2 separate regions of the Gossypium arboreum genome follow, and region 1 is linked to region 2. A link is a contact called in public Hi-C data. All regions are on one chromosome and are shown on one strand. The core of a region is the stretch at or near the end of the contact, and the rest is flanking DNA. Distances in the headings are between cores, read along the strand shown.

What was found. Hi-C and Micro-C count contacts between places; a contact is called where the count stands out from the background.
Region 1: a contact with region 2 is called in a Hi-C map of leaf, with 2.4 times the contacts expected there. The contact joins two enhancer-like sites. A contact is called at or near these places in 3 of 5 Hi-C or Micro-C datasets (all in leaf).

The regions. Positions count from the first base shown.
Region 1 is chr12:71,373,137-71,376,836 of ASM2569848v2, reverse strand. LOC108480871 (chaperone protein dnaJ C76, chloroplastic) reads left to right here. Exons shown (of 9, transcript XM_017784000.2): 8 at 1,082-1,181; 9 at 1,978-2,254. The coding sequence ends at 2,114. Among protein-coding and RNA genes, the nearest start is that of LOC108480871, 7.4 kb to the left of the region's middle. Within about 2 kb of position 2,011, at least 2 of the 2 cell types and tissues checked have an H3K27ac peak or open chromatin away from gene starts, as enhancers often do. A contact at or near this core is called in leaf, where this site is marked.
Region 2 is chr12:71,169,890-71,174,107 of ASM2569848v2, reverse strand. The region is part of intron 1 of LOC128285594 (a long non-coding RNA gene); the gene reads right to left. Among protein-coding and RNA genes, the nearest start is that of LOC128285594, 3.1 kb to the right of the region's middle. Within about 2 kb of position 1,582, at least 2 of the 2 cell types and tissues checked have an H3K27ac peak or open chromatin away from gene starts, as enhancers often do. A contact at or near this core is called in leaf, where this site is marked.

The sequences.
Region 1 (3,700 bases), core at 762-3,261, 200 kb before region 2:
GCAGCCAAATGATTACCTGCAAGTTTTTCGACCTCCAAGCATTCATGTTCAGGTCTTCAATTGTTTGCTTTCTTGTTTCTCAGTTAAGTGCCCAAGTTTCCCTAAGCCGTTGATCACCAGCCACACAGATTGTGCCCATTCTAGATGACTATCCATTTAGCCTATGAGAATTGAGCTGGAAGGAAATTTGAGAGTAATCATCACCTTGGTTCATGGTTGTGTTGACCTGATTTTCCCTAGCAAAACTTTCTGCTTCTATTGAAGCTGCTGGGAGTTCTTGCCCAGTAAATATCGTCTTAGCCATGAACAACTCAAGAATAAATTTTTGGATCTGATTTCTTCTCAGTTTTGGTATTAAAAATGTTGTATTTTGTTCTTCTGTAGAGGTACAAACTTATAGAAAATAAAACTCAGCAAATTAGGCAACTAATCCCTTAATTATAGGCGATGGGATCCAAGAATCAAGGGATGATTTCGGTCTAATCTACTTTCCGAGAAAACTTAAACAACCTAGTAAATCCAATATGATCACAATTGATCATGTAATTGGATCCTTACAAATCAACCAAAAGGCTTTGCCGGAAAATATTTCTAATCCCTCGCCAAAATCTATTTCTATATTTTTACTTAGTACTTGTATGTTCAACGTCACCAAGCTATTTTACTTGGACTTCTCATTTTTCTTGAAGTATTTATATTTGACATCTTTCTTCAAAAAATATGGCATGTGAAATTCCAAATATATGAAAACACATAAAAAACTAAAGATACCCATACCTAGCCTGTATTCCTTTCTGAGTCTAGGTAATGTATAATGATTTAGAGCTCATCTCCTTTCGCTGGTGCTGTTAAACCACTTGAAGAACACTCAACAAAACCTCAAATACTTGAATGAGCATTTCATAAATACTTCCATATTAGATGACTAAATATATTTAGTAGTTGCTGCACTTGTTAGAGGGAAGGGCCTTCTTTAAAAGACTCTGCTGCAGTGCAGATGCTATATGTATAAAGTCATTTGCGAATGTAAGTCTAAAAACACAGGGAGTTAAACTTTTCTTTCTTATTCTACTTTTATCAGGAACAAGCTAAAGTAAGGATGATGCAGCAGAAAGATGCTGATAAAACGGACTCATACTGGACCAACCTTTGGGGCAAGCCAAAACAATACAAGAAATCAGGTATTGAGGATTTTGATAATTGCAAATGTGTTGTTTTTTCCTGTCTTTTCTCATAAGCATTAGTTGCCTTTAGCTGCAACAAAAGAACATCCCTCCCTTCCGTAAGAGTAAGACCAAGCTTTTTTCTTTTCCAGTGGCTTTAACTTAAGATTTATTTTTTTATGTATATATATCCTATCAATGTGTTGTTACTTTAGACCAAATAAAAGGCCATTGCCTTGGAAGCGTATAGGATTATAGAAAGTATGGGGGTTACTAAATTAAACTCTAAGGAGGTAAATATGAGACGGCATTTCATGTTTGCTTGGTTATGGACACGGAAATGATGTCACAAATAAATAGTATGTTTGACATAGGTTCTTAAAATCTTTTAAAGGCTTTTTTTTTTTTTTTTTTGGAGATCAAATATTTGTAGAGCATGAAGGTTGAACATGAAAACACTTTAAAAGAAAAAAAAATGAGGTGTTCGAATAACATAGATTTTCAATTCCCTTTAAACGGTTCTCCAAACCAATAAAGATTGTACCAATACCTTATCCAGATTATTTACATTCAATCTTAGTTGCCATTATTTTATCTAGATTTTAGGTGAGTATCGAATATTAATATGCAAGTATACTCAATTTTCTTTGTTATTTTATATTCTTGAAGATCATATCCGATAGTTATGTCCAAATAAGTATCAAATACTTACCTTTTAAGAAAATGAATATAAGAGTTCAGGTAACATAATATATGATATGTTGGAACTCTGCTTAGGGCTAAAGATCTAATTGAAGGTGAAATGTTATTGCAGAGGAGGAAGTCAAAGAGAGAGCAAAAAGGGCTGCCGCAGCTGCGAGAAGATGGAGGGAATATTCAAGGAGGGGTGTGGATAAGGCTCCCACCGTTAAACTACCAGATCCACTCTCAAACTCCAGCAAACACAATTAATTTATTTACTTTGCATGAATCAATGCAGGAGGTGGTTTCCATTCAATATGTCTCAACATGTACAATAACAATAATCCATCAACTATGTATATAAACATTATTGAATCACATTACTAAGAAACTAATAAATAGGAAAATAATGCGGTGTATAGTACGATTTGTAAGCTTGCACTTTGTTCTGATATTTCTAATTTTATTACATATATATTAATTTTGCAGATTCTTTTTCAATTGAAATTTATAAAATTAAAGAGAGAGAGATCACTGAATCACCGATCACGTAAGGATTCATTTAGAACAAATTGGAAACACACTGTTATGGAACAAAATAGAAAGCCAGAAGAAAAGCAGAAAAAGAAAGGACAGAAATGGAAGCAGAGAATTCAGAAGAAAATAGAAGAAATAGAGAGACAGCATAGCAAGGAGGAGGAGAAAGGAAGAAGGAAGACGAAACAGATTTAATTCATCAAAAATGCATAAGCATTGTGCATAACCATTCTCCCCTTTTAACAGCCTAAGGGATTTGAGAAACGCCTAGGTATTTACAACAGCTGATATGTAGACCCAAACGCACCGTTTAATTTAATTCAATTCTCACCGTTTAACTTAAGATCAAAATGCTCCGTTTTGACTAACTAATCTGCCCACCCTTTACAGTTAATTATAGCAGCAGAAATTGACAGAAACTAGACTTCCAATTCCTCCCATAACAATTACTCCCTCCTAGAAAAGATCCTTGTCCTCAAGGATCGAAGTGAGGAAATGGCTACGCAGCCGCTGGAATGGCTCCCCAGTGGCGTCTTTTGACCCCAGGCTTGTCCGAAAAGAAGTCGGAATAGTTAGCAACCCAGATGAAAGCAACAATCATGAAAGCAAGGTAGGTATCGAGGACAATGTCGGTGGCAAATATCTCTTTGAGCTTCCATGAGTCGGGCATAGGAGATGGCTTAACCCTGTCTTTGGAAATGATATAATGGTTCCATCGTGTAGTATGGCAATGGTCAAAACCATGAAAAGAGAGAAATCGAACTTCCAAATGTGAGCAAAGGCCTGAGTGTTAACAATGTCCTCATATCCAATATTGATATCAGAGACAATAACATGAGACACCGCAACAAACTGCTCATCGGGTGACTGCGGCATTGAATGCGTTAGTATTTTTTTCAGAAAAAAAAGATTATGAAAGGAGAAAAACTGGAGTACTACTTTGTTCATCAACTTTTTGCAATTTAAATAAAAAACAACCCACTAACAACATGATCCTAAGCTTAAGCCATGAACATAACATAAATAAAATGCCTGAAAAATATCAACTACTCGAAACACAACCAGACAACTTTAAAATCCACATTAGCAGCCCTAAACACGTCATCTAACACTCATCCTTGCTTTAGGAATTGCAAACACCAAGTGTTGTCTTCAGAACTTTAAATTTGCTTACTGGCAGAGGCTTGGTGAAGACATCTACAACCTGCTCCTCTGTTCTGCAATGAATTAGCATAACATTACCTTCTTTCCGTACTTCCCTGAAGAAAAAAAGTTTAATATTTGAATGCTTAGTCTTCCCATGAAACACTGGATTGTGA
Region 2 (4,218 bases), core at 333-2,832:
TAATAAGAGAATTCATAGATTGAGTTAATGCGATAATAGGGGTTTTAATTAGAAAGATTTTCAATTAATTAACCTAGAATCAGTTGCTCTTACTCTCAAAAGAGATGTTATCATAATTTAGGAAATTCTATGGATCAAGTTACCAAGTGAATAAATTGTTTATTTCAGATTCATAATAATAGATGAAGTCTAGGTGGATACTTTCTTGGGTATTGTTTCTCTCATTGGTTGTCATTCAGTTATTTTTCTGATTTATTTTCTGTTGAATTCTTAGTTAAATTAGTTTACTAATTTTTGTTTAAAACCTATCACTCCAAATTATCGACTAAATAATACAACGATAATTACTAATACTTTTAGTCCTCATGGATACGATATCTCTACTCACCTTAGCTATACTATTTATCCATAGGTGCACTTGCCTTTATTTTTATTTTTTTAGTTAGTCAAGTGAGACACATCACGCTCTTAAGAGACATGCTTGTTGACTCCTTTTAATGAGAACACCAAATGTTATGGATGGAAAATTTATGGAAAGTTACAATCCTCACCACGAAATAGCGCACCCACACGTCTTCATCGACGTTGCTTTTCGACCGGAAGACCGAGAGCTAACTATCGAGACTGAGAAAGTTCTGTAGTCTACAATGATGTGGGTTCATAGGTGATGTGAGTCTGTGGTGAGGCAAAAGATGATGAAGACATGTGAATGCCTTCAACAGAGGTGAAGAATGAATCACGTCTGCTATAATGATAACTTTCTTCTTGCAATATGATCTTGGTCGAACGATCGCATTTTCTTGCGGTGAAAGTCTAAGACGATTAACATTGTCAACGTGTGATCTTTAGTGAAGAGGACCTTGGATGAGTGACGATGTCAAAGATGTTGTGAATGAGTGACCAACACTTGTGGAGGAAGTCCTAGACGAGTGGCAACATCAAGGATGAAGAGGATGGTTTTCCTTCATAGTCGTCTTATGGCAAATGTCCCTTAAGCACCTTCATTAAGGAGACAATATGAAAGGGCACGTAAGGTTATCCTCCAAGATGCATTTCAATAGTTAAGCCAACTATTGGATAAAGATAATAAAATAAAATAAAAACAAGTGAATAAGCTACGTATGTGAGAATGATATGCTTATGTTGCAAATGTGACAAGGTAGGATGCCTTCAGACGATGTTTTAGCCTTAAATAATGGCTTTTGTTGATAATGGCTTAGAATCGTAGAGGGAGAGAGAGATTTCTAGAGAGATATGCTCTTAAGAGTGAAATGTGTTGTTGAAGGATGTGTTGTTATGTTAAAGGAGGGAGACCTTCTTATATGTTTTGTTGCTTGTGGCTAAGGAACTTGTTAATTAGTGCAAGTTGTTGGTCACATGCCTTTCTCTCAGTGGGCAAAAGAAGAGGTGTATGCTTTTAATTGTGGCGTTGTTCACCTACACCCGTTCCTTTTAGAACCTTTCCTTAAGGGTGGCTTTTACGCTCAAGAAGTGAACTTCCATACCCAACTAGTGGTCATTGACCTAACAATAGGCTCTCATGGCCAAAGAGACTCTATAGGCCCAAGAATAGGCATCAAAACCCATTCTCTTTTATGCTAAGTTGAAAGTCTTTATTCAATTTGAGCTAGCAATTGTGTCGAACATTCAACATCTCAACATGGTTCAAGAATTATGGTGCACATTAAATCAAATCCAAAATCCCTCTTGCATCAACCAACCAAATTATAAAATATTTATTGCTTCTTTATTCTATTTCCACCAAATAATATGAAAAAACAATAATTACTATTTTATTTTATTTGAGGTGTGGTTATAATTAACCAAAAATTATGCGGATGCGGAGTGAGCGGAATTAATTAATGGGAATTTTAACCTTTCAAGTTGAGAGAAAGTGTCTTGATGTGGTGGAAAGAGGATGCACTAATGGAGATAATAATTAAAAACGAAGAGGGGGGGAGGGGGGGAAGGCATTATCACAACACGTCATTGATGCCCTCCTTATGGTAAAAGGAATCTTTTCTTTCTTGAATTGTTTCCCATTGAGTTCTGTCAAAGCGCCGACAACTTAACTTCATTAGTACAACTTGTTTCCATCTTTACAACATTATATTGTGCAACTTCCATTATTTTTTATTATGAAAAATCAAGTTCACTATTGTCATTTTCTACTTGTTCACGACATTATACGTTCAATCCGTTATGATAATTAAGTTTCATATTGTCATTTTCTACTTGTAAAGGAAATATTATTATTTTTAATTCAACCATTATTTGACATAATTGTACCAAAAGGAAATTATAGAGAAAGGTAGTTGAGATGAAGACAAGAGGTTGGTGGGCCTGCTCCTCTTAATTTGGTGTTTTTTTTGCAACATTTTTAAATATTTTATATTCCTTTTAAAAAAGAATTATATATGGCTCTCAATTTTTTAAAATATAGTAAAATACAATATAAAATTAAGAAGTTTGATTTTATAAATTTGGTAAAAAAATGTCTGATATTCCTTTAATTCACTTCTCTAATTTGCTTTTTAATATGTGTAGATATATATTAATGAGGAACGGAGATGTGAAATTTGAAATTCAGTTTTATATTTTTATTTTTATATTTTATATTTTTAAGTTTTATAATTGTTAATATTATTAAAATATTTTATTAAATTTATTAGTATGATATTTTAAATAAAAATATTTATTTAGTAACTTAATAAATAAAAATGATACTATAATGAACACAATTTTAATAAAATAATTTTAATATGATTAATAATTGAAATTGAGTTTTAAAATTTTAAAATAAAAATAAATTTTAAAAATAAAAATACAAATACAAATACTAAAGTTTTAAATTTTAAATTTTAAATTTTCAAAATTATAAATACTTATTTCAAGACGGTGGTATTAATATAATTAAAATAATGTTATTATTCCTTTGACAGAACAAATTCATACGAGTGAAAAGTCAACCTGAAAAATGCTAAGATTATGGACTATTATCATCCCAAATTTGCAAATATCGAGCATTTTAAGGTGTGATTGTTTTAAAAAATAACTTATGGAAAATATTTTTAATTTTTTATGAGAAATAGTTTGATAAAGAAAGATCAACTTTTCTTTTGGTTCATATAAAATTAATTTGAATAAAATCTAATATTATTATATTAATAACCTTTTTATTTTTAAAATATTAAAATATTGATATCAAATATTATAATTTTTAATATTAAACAATTATATTCATTTAATTATTATTATTCAATAATATAATAAAATATTAATATTATTTATTATTTTAATAAAGTATTTAATATTAAAAATTATTTCAATAATAAATATATACTTCAATTTATAAATAATAAATATTTTCTAACAAAAGATATTAATATTTTAATAACATAAATATGAATACTTGTTTAAATTATGATTAACTTAATATATCTCTTTAGGTCGAATATGTAATTATCCACTCTCATCTATTTAATATATGTAACCGTGTTTTAATTATTTTTTATTATTAATTTTATATAATATATTAATTATAAAACATTTTGATTGTCACAATAGAATTATTTTACAATATTTTGTAACAAATATAATTTATGGTGCGTTTATTTTACTAATAATAACTTTTAAAAATAATTTCAAAAAATTATTGAACAACGGAAATTAAGTTATGCAGAATAATTCAGATATCCGAACTCATTTTTAAAATTATTTTCTAAATGTTTCTTTCAGTAAAACAAATTATCTTTAATATCTACAAGTTTGATTTTGTTATAGTTTATTAAAAAAAAAACCTCAATTTCCTACACAAAATATCCATATGGGTGGAGCCAAAATATTTGGATCATCGAACAAATTCGAAAAATTAAAACTTTTAAAAGAATTTGTATAAATTAATATATAACATGATTAAATGTAAAAGTATTAAAAATTATTTAAATATAGTAATTAAATAAATCCGAATCCTAAATGCAAAAATTTTCATAAAAACAACCATTTTATTAGTATTAGACTAATAGTGATTCTTACAAGCTTAATTTTCTAATTAATAGGGACAAATAAAATTATTTTTATGTATATCATTTTTATCACTTGAATTGAAATAAAATTTCATTTTGTAATTCTCGCCGGTAGTTGATTTTTGTCAAAATTAAATTATTAGTGGCCACGTTCAATTGCGGTTATGAGTTTCAACGAGCGGTTAAACTGGCT